Regions from separate parts of the Muntiacus reevesi genome. Here region 2 is linked to region 1. The links are chromatin contacts, called in public Hi-C maps. All regions are on one chromosome and are shown on one strand. The core of a region is the stretch at or near the end of the contact, and the rest is flanking DNA. Distances in the headings are between cores, read along the strand shown. Region 1 holds the start of CHFR (checkpoint with forkhead and ring finger domains). Region 2 holds the start of ZNF605 (zinc finger protein 605).

Evidence for each region. Hi-C and Micro-C count contacts between places; a contact is called where the count stands out from the background.
Region 2: a contact with region 1 is called in a Hi-C map of muscle, with 6 times the contacts expected there. The contact joins the promoter of ZNF605 here to the promoter of CHFR in region 1. A contact is called at or near these places in 2 of 3 Hi-C or Micro-C datasets (blood and muscle).

What each region holds. Positions count from the first base shown.
Region 1 is chr13:28,726,270-28,731,423 of mMunRee1.1, reverse strand. CHFR (checkpoint with forkhead and ring finger domains) reads left to right here and starts at 2,870. Exons shown (of 14, transcript XM_065904286.1): 1 at 2,870-3,264. The coding sequence starts at 2,907. The region is part of intron 3 of FBRSL1 (fibrosin like 1); the gene reads right to left.
Region 2 is chr13:29,044,230-29,049,383 of mMunRee1.1, reverse strand. It overlaps ZNF605 (zinc finger protein 605), which reads right to left and starts at 2,958. Exons shown (of 9, transcript XM_065904058.1): 1 at 2,895-2,958; 2 at 1-20.

The DNA of each region.
Region 1 (5,154 bases), core at 1,621-4,120:
TTCATGTCAATGTATGACAAAAACCACTACAATATTGTAAAGTAATTAGCCTCCAACTAATAAAAATAAATGAAAAAACAACAACAAAAATGTGTTCAGTTTCATTTCAAAGGCCAAGTTAATGTGTCCAGAATTGGCTGATCAGATGAAAAACCACCTTCTTCTGAAAAAATGTCAACAGTGGTGAGACATCACTGGCAGCCCTGAGAAGGGGTCAAAGGGCAGATTGTTTCCCAGGAATAGGGAAGTCAGCACCCCAAGTTATGTGTCCTCTTTTAACACAAAATCAGTGGGGCAACTTTTGCCAGGAGATACAAGTCCCCCTCAACAGAACAAAGCATAAGCTTTGCCACCTCCCAAGTTACCTGCTGGCTTCTACATCAGGAACATAAAATCCTTTACGTCTGCCAGCCTTTGATGGGGGGTACCCTGGAATTTCGAGGGTGATTTCTATTGCAGGTGGTAGTCAGTGATCAGGAAGGGGCAGGCGTGAGAGCTTAATTCTGTTTGTTGTCATAAAAAATGGTGGTTTAGCCGCTAAGTTGTGTCCGACTCTTGCGACCCCATGGACTGTGCCCTGCCAGGTTCCTCTGTCCCTAGGATTTTCCAGGAAAGAATACTGGAGTGTGTTGCCATGCCCTTCTCCAGAGGATCTTCCCAGCACAGGGATTGAGCCCAGGTCTCCTGTGCTGCAAGCAGATTCTTTACCAATTGAGCTACCAGGGAAGCCCAATACATCTATAACTGATCTAGACAGTCTGAAGCTGTGCTGTGCTTAGTCGCTCAGTTGTCTCGGATTCTTTGCAACCCCATGGACTGTAGCCCACCAGGCTCCTCTGCCCATGGGGATTCTCCAGGCAAGAATACTGGAGTGGGTTGCCATGCCCTTTGCCAGGGAATCTTCCCAACACAGGGATCGAGCCCAGGTCTCCTGCACTGCAGGTAGATTCTTTACCATCTGAGCCACCAGGAAAGCCCAAGAACACTGAAGTGGGTAGCCTATCCCTTCTCCAGGGGATCTTCCCAATCCAAGAATTGAAACTGGGTCTCCTGCATTGCAGGCAGATTCTTCACCAGCTGAGCTATCAGGGAAGCCCCAGACAGTATGATAAGCTGCCACCATTTGTAATAGACTGCAGCCCCAAAGACTAATGTCCTTAATCTGTCGGTCTACTCTTCAAAGTGACAGATCAGACAACTACACCACTGGCAACAATTTGAGGATCAAAAAAATCAAGGTGAAAAAAAAAATCAAAGTGAGTATTGGCCAGAGCTCTAAGAACAGTCTTCAGTTCTGGCCATTAAGTAGAGTATGACTGCTTTCGTTATCTACATAGCTGGTGAGCCACTAGGACCTGCTCAACACCAAAACCAAACCATGAGTGAGTTAAGTCCAGACTTTAAGAGAATGTCTGTGAATCAAGGACCCTATTGACCCAGTGAATTTGCTTGAGGTGAAAGGGGTTGGGGGTGGGGCGGGGGGGAAGAGCAGAGAGGATAAGGTTTCAACCTGACAGCAGCTGCCAGTTCTTGTAAAGCCAAGTTGCTGCTGGAGCTAGACCAGCCATGTTATGGAGTATGGTATTTTCACTTGAACAAAAAGGCCTGATTAGCCTCTCAATAGTGTCTCCAATACCCCAAATGTCCAATAGGGTGCTGTGATCTGATTCTCTTCCATCTAAAAGAGGAATTTTCAATTCTGGCCTTTCCTACGTACTGAATCTGAGACTAACAGGAGAGATGCACTTTTTTTTACCACTAGCTGCCATGGGACTTTAGCCTGAGTTGGCTCACTGTCCCCGAGGTTCACAAAACTGTCACCCATGAAGAGTGGGTTTTTCCTTTGGCTCAGCTTCATCCCGGTTCTATGAAAGGTCTGCCTTGTGTAGACTGAAAAAAGCCCTCAAAGAACTCCCGATGCCAGGCTAAGCCCTGGTTCAGAGAACGAGTGCAGTAGCCTAAGTCCCCCCCCAAATAATACTGAGAAACAGTCTCAGAGAAAAAATATTTGCATTTTCTTATTTGAAGGGGAAAATGTAATGAACGAAAACGGTAAAAACTACAAATGATGTAAGATGGCTCCCTCACTCCCGTGACTGCTCCTCTTTCTTCACAAGGCATTTCCTGTCCTTTCACATTGTTTTTGTGAGCCTATGGACCCATTTATTCTTACACAAACGGGTGGCTACTTCCCTGTAGACGTCCTGGTCGGTCAGACGTGGCCTCGCTGCTCTGAACCACTCGGCCCGAGACCGCACGGTCGGCTCCCAGGACTCGGCACCTTCACTCTCACGCGCCCAGCACGGACGATCCCGGGTCATTCTCCTTTGGAACACTCACCGCAGCGCCACCAGATCCCAAAAGGCGGAATCGCCCGAGTCCAGGAAACGTCCGTTTAAAACGGAAAGACAGTATCACCGCCTCCAAGAGGTGCCGACCAATGCGGAGATGCTCGCGCTTTCCAGAGCTCTCCCAGGGTACTATCAACTTTCCGATCGCCGGAAACCTGGCTTTGGAAGATTTCAACTTGCATGTACCTCGTCAGATGTAAGGCAGACCGTCGCTTCGCACTTCTAAAAGCCATCTACACTTCCAACGCAGCTTTGGGAATTTGCTTCGATGCCCAATGTTCGTTACTCTGTCCCTTTTGCGCGGACTTAACATGAGGCTGACCTCAGCTACTTCCGAGATCCGCGAACACCAAGTCATCCCGGCCAGCCTCAAAGATGGCATCCAAGCCCACAGCCTATCCTCTGCGCACGCTCGGCTAGCCTCCACGTGTCCACTCTCGATGCCCGTCCCCTAGGTTCCACTCTAGCCGCCGTGTTCAGTGGTTGCCACTGCCCGCCAATCGCAGGGCAAGGACGCCGCCGGCCCCGCCCAGTGGATCAGCTGAGGGATCTGCGATGTCTGTTGACAGCAGCGGTGGCTGCGCGGCCGGTTCCGGGTTCGGCGCGGGGCGGGGGGTAAGCTGGCGACGGGCGCGGGCGTCCGGCGGGACGCTGGGGAGGCTCGCGGCGCGGGCCGCAGCGGCGGGGCGCGGGCGCCGAGGAGGAGCGGCAGGCCGCAGCCTCTGCCCTTGCGGTCCGGGTCTCACCCGACGTTTCCGGGTCTCGTCAGATGTGAATCCGATGGAGCGGCCGGGGGAAGGCGAGCAGCCGCCCCAGCAGCAGCCTTGGGGGAGGCTTCTTCGCCTGGGCGCCGAGGAGGGCGAGCCGCACGTCCTCCTGAGGAAACGGGAGTGGACCATCGGGCGAAGAAGAGGTGCGCGGCGGCGAGCGGGCATGGGAAACGTGGGACGGGCGGGGGACAAGCCTGGGGATGGGTCGGCACGGGGGCGGGGACCAGGGACCCGGGATGGGGGTGGGGGACGGGGACCGAAGGACAGAACCCGGGGGCTGAGAGCGGAAGCCTGGTGATAGGAGCAGGGCGAGACCGGGCCCACCAGGCTATGGGAGGCCCCTGGGCGGGGCGCATTCTGCCGTCCAGTTTTTCCAGTGGAATGGGCTTTCGTGTAACAGCTGCCGTGTATTCACTTAATGGTCTGCCCAGTCACTTCTGAGTGCTTCATTCAGGTTATTTAATCCTCCCTACAAATTTATGAAGTAGATATAATAATTTATCCCCGGGAATGCAATCTTCTCAAGTTTATTACTCAAGTTTATTACCAAAGCATCTTCTCTAACCTTAATAGAAACGAAATTAGAAAGCAAAGCAGAAGGAGCGCTGGAAAATCCACAGATATGTGGAAATTAAATAACATTCTTAAAGAAGGGTCTAAGAAGAAATCAAAAGGGAAATTAGAAAATATTTTGACGTAAGTAAAAATATCATATGTGAAAATCGCTCAGTCGTGTCCAACTCTTTGCGACCCCATGGACTATATGCATGCATGCTAAGTTGCCTCAGTCGTGTCCGACTCTGTGCGACCCTATGGACAGCAGCCCACCAGGCTCCTCCATCTACAGGATTCTCCAGGCAAGAATAATGGAGTGGGTAGCCTTTCCCTTCTCCAAGGGATCTTCCCAACCCAGGGATCAAACCCAGATCTCCCGCATTGCAGGAGGATTCTTTACCAGCTGAGCTATCAGGGAAGCCCCAAACTATAATGTACCAAAACTTAGGGGATGCAGATAAGCAGTGCTTATCTGTAAACCACTGTGCATAGCTCTAAACCACTACATTAAAAAGGACCTCAAGACCCAGCTCTTAGAACAGAGTTGCTCAATTATTTGTTGACTTAATGAAAGGGGAAGCTAAGGACTTGAAGAAAGTCACACAGGTAGTGAGAGGAAGAGCCCTCACCCTCGATGCTTACTGCCTCTAGACCTCTGATAAGTTAACCTCCCTTGTAGCTTTCATACTAAGAGTGCAGTGCACCGAGGTCAACAAAAATATTTTGGTTTTATGCAAGTTAATAAATTGTGACTCTGGGACTTCCCTGGTGGTGCAGCATCTGAGACTCCGCACTCCCAATGCAGGGAAACCGGAGTTCCATCCCTTGTCAGGGAGCTAGATCCCACATGCCGCAACTAAGAGTTCACATGATGCAACTTAGACCTGATGCAACCAAATAAATAAATATTTTTTAAAATGAAAATAATACATTGTTATTCTGACTTTATACTTTCAACAAGAGAGAATGAGAAAGATTACTACTTAAAAGCAAGTATTTTTTGGCTTCATTTTACCCATTACGATGTACCTGTACCTGTTTTTCTGTTGGGGTCTTTTGGGAAACAGTCTTAAACTCCAGCATCAAGTTATTTTTTTTTACAACTTTAAAAATATTTATGCATTATTAGAAACTTTTCAAAATGCATTAATTGGTGTAAATGGATGTTTGATGAAAAGCAGGAGCCCTGGAGACCGCCACCTCCAGGCCCACCATGACACCAGCAGAAGCAGGAGCACCACCAGCACAGCACAACTTATTCTGGGTTAAAAATTTACATTTCAGTGCCTTTGTACCTACTTCATAGGGTCACTGTGAGGATTAAAGAAGCCTGGCTAAGAGTTAGCACTTGATGTTAGCCATTGTTATTATAACACAACACTATAGTATCACTTTACATGTTAATACAAGGAAGCTCCAATACTTTGGCCACCTGATGCGAACAATCACCTACTCATTGGAAAAGACCCTGATGATGG
Region 2 (5,154 bases), core at 1,709-4,208, 320 kb before region 1:
CAGGTGCTGGATGAGAGGGGCTAAAGAACAAAAGACAACAGTTATCGAACAGAAGTCACAACGTGAGAGTCTTGCCTGAGCCCACACATATCCATCCAAACCTCAAACCACCATGCTCACAGGCCCTGCAATCACCAACACCCACAGCCCCTCAAACACAGGTTCCAAAGACCGCCTCAATCACACTAACTGACCACCTGAGAATTCCCCTGCCCCAATAACTGAACACACAACCATTGACCCCAACGTGTCCACCATCCCTCTAGGGTGTCTGGGCCATCAATTCCACACACACTGTGGGTCCCCAACAGTCTTCTAGCAAAGCTCCCAATCACCAAACATCAGTGACAAAACCAATCCACAGAAGCATGTGAATCAATGAATCCCAAAGTCTCTCGCCACAGCCCGATCCCCAATCAGACAGCACAGAACCCTTTGTTCCTGGTCATAGCAGGCTCTCCCTCACTCAGCCCTGCACATAGCCACATGTATCCCCAACAGACCCCTTAGTTGACTACAACCCCAGAGCCACTTACCTCCAATTCCCACAGGTTTCTCAATGCCACCAAGGAACCCCACCACTGGCTCCTCCAAACCCCACTCAACAATCTCCAGTCTACTCGTTGACTAGAAACTGTCACTGGAATCTCACATGCTGAGTCCCAAAGGACACCTGCAGACCTCCCATCACTCCCTTCTATGGGTACCCACCCACTCACCTTCACAGGTGCCCCATCATTGCTTGCACAGAGTCCCCTGCAGGCTCGCTATCTCCCATCACCACCTACCACCTAAACGAGCCCCCATCACTAAACCCCCAGTGGTCCTCAGCCCCTCATCACATAGAGCTGCCAGCCACTCACCTCCTTGATATCCACTCTCTAGTCCACCCTGTGCTCACCCACCACTTGCTGACGACCCCACAGTTCATCACTCTGCAAGGGCCTCCAGCACCACACAAACACCAACACCCCCAGCCCCTCCAACAATGCCAAATACCACCCCCGTTTTCCACTCACTCATAACCCCCAACAGGCCACCCATCAACTTAAGCGCAGACCTCCAACACTGAGACACAGCCTCCAACCTGACATCTCAGTCACCAGATCCCCAAACACGGACCCAGACAACTCACCAGCCCAGGCCACCCTAGTCACTCCCCTCCACTGAAAAAGCTACCACTAAACTGTCAGGTCAAAACAAATGCAGGGCTTCCCTGGGGGTCCAGTGGTTAAGAGTCTGCCTTGCAATTCAGGGGACACCAGCTCAATCCCTGGTGGGGAAAGATCCCAGATGCCTCAGGGCAACTAAGCCCATACACTGCAACTAATGAAGCATGTGCTCTAGAGTCCAGGCTCCACAACAAGACAAGCCACCACAAGGAAAAACCTGAGCACAACCGAAGAGCAGCTCCCACTCGCCACAACTAGAGAAAGCCTGCATGCAGCAACGAAGACCCAGCACAGCCAAAATAAATAAGTGAATCTTTTAAAAAATGCAGACTTGGCAAAGAAATATTTCACTCCAAGAATTTATTAGCTTGGGTGGTGCGGGGTGCTGAAGTAGGGAGAATGCTGTGGCCCTAAGAGGTAGAAGCATCTCGGCAAGTTGTCAGGATGCTGGATCAAAGGGCAGGGTGACCAGATGGCAGACCACAGGACATTTCACCAGAGGCTGGCCACTTCTCTGTGGGGATGGAGGGGGGTGCGGGCGGTGAGTCAGGGCTGTAAGGCTGCTCAAGCTGCAGCGCACCAAAGTTCAGGAAACTGCAGGAGGAAGAGAAGCTGAACCAAAGTTTGGTTAATAAGTGCTTTGATGGGTGAGGAAAAACAATTCAGCTACTCATTGATGAGGTAAAGGATGAGAGGAGTTGGTATCATATTTATCTATGGCCTTGTCACCGGTAAACAAGGGAGCCCTGTGGAGGGAACAGGGTTCTTTGCAAGAAGGTGTTTCCTTGAAACCTGGAGAGGGGGACACTTCTTAAGCTTCCTGTTTTCCAGGAGCACACGGAACAAAGTCTAACACTGCAGCAACCAACAGACCTGTCAACGAAATCCTCAGTTCAACCACTCGGAGCCCTCTAAACGCTGCCCAAACAGACTCCCCTGAAGGGCCTTATCATTCATCCCTTTGGGTCCAGTCCCCAATCCAAGGCACCCATATCATGAATCACTAGAGCCTTAACTATTCCTACAAACCCTCAATCCACTTCCCCAGTGCACAATGAATGACTCCATGCTGCCCTTCATTCACTCCGGAGGGTGACCTCTGGGCTCCCTCTCTCCCAGCTCCTAATGTCGCCACCCCACAAGGCTAACCACTCCCCCCTCAAAAAAAAATCCTTCTCTCCACTGGTTTCACAACAATTCACGCCTCCCTAACCCCAATTATTGATTTCCACAGACATTCCAATATCTCAACCCTCAAGTGACCCCCAAATTAATCAGCTTCACGGTCTCCTTCACAGTCCCTTCAACGCCCACCACCACCGGAGGCCTCGCCCGGACCCCCAAATCTCCCTCCAGACTCCCACACCACCGCCACCTACACCCAGCCCTACAGACCCCAGTCCTCCAAACGCTGCCCCTCATCCCGCTCCCTCCCGCCTCCGCGCAGTTCTGCCACCTCTAGACCTTACCCCGCGCCCCACTCCGAGCCGCCCTATGCCCCTCCCCCACAGCCTCACCCCCCAACGTACCCCCGCACCTGGACCGGAATCGACGCCTGCGCAACAGGACAGTCCTTCCCAGCCTCCCCCCGTACCCGGCTCCGGAGCTGGTTCGTACACACGCCGGCGTCGCCCCAAGCCGGTCCGCGCCGAGGTCACTACACAGCCCCAGTAGGACGCAGAGGCCACCAACAGCCCGCTGTCCCGCCCCCCACACCCTTACCCCTCTGGTCCACAGTGCCGAGGCAGACGCGGCTGGGCCTCGGAAGTGTCCACGCAGAACTACATTTCCCAGAGTCCCACTCGCTTTAGAACTACATTTCCCAGAGGGGCTTGCGGCGCGCCTCCCTGAGGGACAGGTGTGAGGTTTCCAGTTGCAAAATGCTCTGTGGCTCGGCTGTGGGATACAGGGGGCGCTTCCGTCTTGTAATCTGCGCACCATCCTTTTCATTTTTTGATCATGCGTGAGTGTTACGACGCTTCAATCATGTCTCTTTGTGACCCCATGGTCTTTAGCCTACCAGTCTCCTCCATCCATGGAATTCTCTGGGCAAGAACACTGAAGTGGGTTGCTATTTCTTTCTCCAATGCATGAAAGTGAAAAGGGAAAGTGAAGTCGCTCAGTCCTGTCGGACTCTTAGCGACCCCATGGACAGCAGCCTACCAGGCTTTTCCGTCCCTGGGATTTTCCAGGCAAGAGTGCTGGAGTGGGTTGCCATTGCCTTCTCCATTGGTTGTTTTAGGTACAGTTAATCTTCAGTTTCAGGGTACATTTGTTCCCATTTCTTTGAGGCCAGTTCTCAGAACTGTGGCAACAGGACCTATTATGTTGTGGATACAATCTGGTCATCATGTAGTTAGCCTCTTCACCCTGGTGTTCTTGGTATCTATAAGACTGCTCCCAGGATGTGACTCAGAATATTATCTATAGCCCTTGAGAAAGAACTGAAGGTCCTTGACTATGCTTAATGACTATATTATTATTATTTGATCTCCTTTGACTGTTTTCCTTTATTTCTGTATTTCTCATTTCTCCAATTAAACTTATTCTTTGACTAAAGTTTTCCACAGACAAAAGGCAGGCAGAGAACATGGTGGGTAGGGACCATAGGGTCCTGTTCCATCTCAAAACCACAGAAAGAGAATGGCAGATCAGCGGGGCTGAGACTGAGAAGAAATTGTTATGAAAAAGACAATTTTTAAAATGGAGAAATAATTTTTCTAGGCATATTCCATATAAATCAACCAGCCAATTCAATATCTAAAAGAATCTGTTTCCAAGACTGGGAATAAAGTAAATAGGAGCACTTTTTTACCCAAAGCTTACAACTTAAGTAGAAAAAATAATAATAATAATAAAGATATGCAAGGAGGAAACAAAGAATGACATGTGCTATAAAGGCCATAAGCATAACTTATATGGTTCAGATTACAAGTCCTATCAAAGTTCATAAATATGGTGAGATCAAAATTCACTGAAGTAGGCAAAAATGAATTTGGAGGCTTTGCAATATGACTTGAGCATTGAAAATGTGACACAGTGTTTCCTCATGCTGTGACTGACTGTCCCAGGGTGAATTTGTGTATCAGGGAAGTCAGTAATTCTAGAAATAGAGGACCTAAGAAATTTTACTTTTGCCTGCCTTATATCCATTCCCTTTCTTCTGATAATTTATCTCAATTTCTCTTTAGGAAACAAACTTTCTCCTATGCTTAATCTATGTGGTTTCAGTGGAGGTCCAGACAATGAAGTATTGGTTTTATACAATAAGCCAAGGGTTAGATCATTGGTCACTGTGGCTCTTGTTCAGGGAAAGGAGACTGACTCTGTGAGAGTCAGTCCCCACATATTTTCCAGAACTATTATGAAAGAAATGTCAGTTTCCTCTGCTACTTCATGATGAAAGCTTGGCTGAAAATGAGGCCAACTGGAAAGAATGGAGAAAGGGAGAAAGTAGTGTAATGCTGATTGAAGTTTTGAGTCAAGTCATTCCTGAAGCCTACTCCCTGTTCCTTTCAGTTATTATATTAGAGCTATACATTTAGTTTATAATTTACACATTTATACATTATATAATACATATGTTATATACATTTATGATATCTTCCCAGGTGGTGAGGGGGAAAGAAAGTACATTTATATACATTACATATACATTTATATATTATGTATATATACATTTATATATGAGAGCTAATACATTTTCTCTATGAGTTTAAGCTAATCTGAGCAATATTTCTGGCATTTGCATTCAAATGAATCTTAAATTAAAATTTTAATGCATTAATTAAGCATGGTTTTTCTGATCTCAGGGAGACAGCAGTGAGTGGTGGCTTGAACCAGAATCTTAGTTCCCTGCCCAAGAATGAACCTGGGATAGCTGGGGTGAAAACCAGGAATTCTAACTACCAGAGGCTAGAAGTTAGATTTGAAGCTTCTCTGGCTCTTGTCCCTGTTGAAAACAAGCGTTTCAGGGAGACAA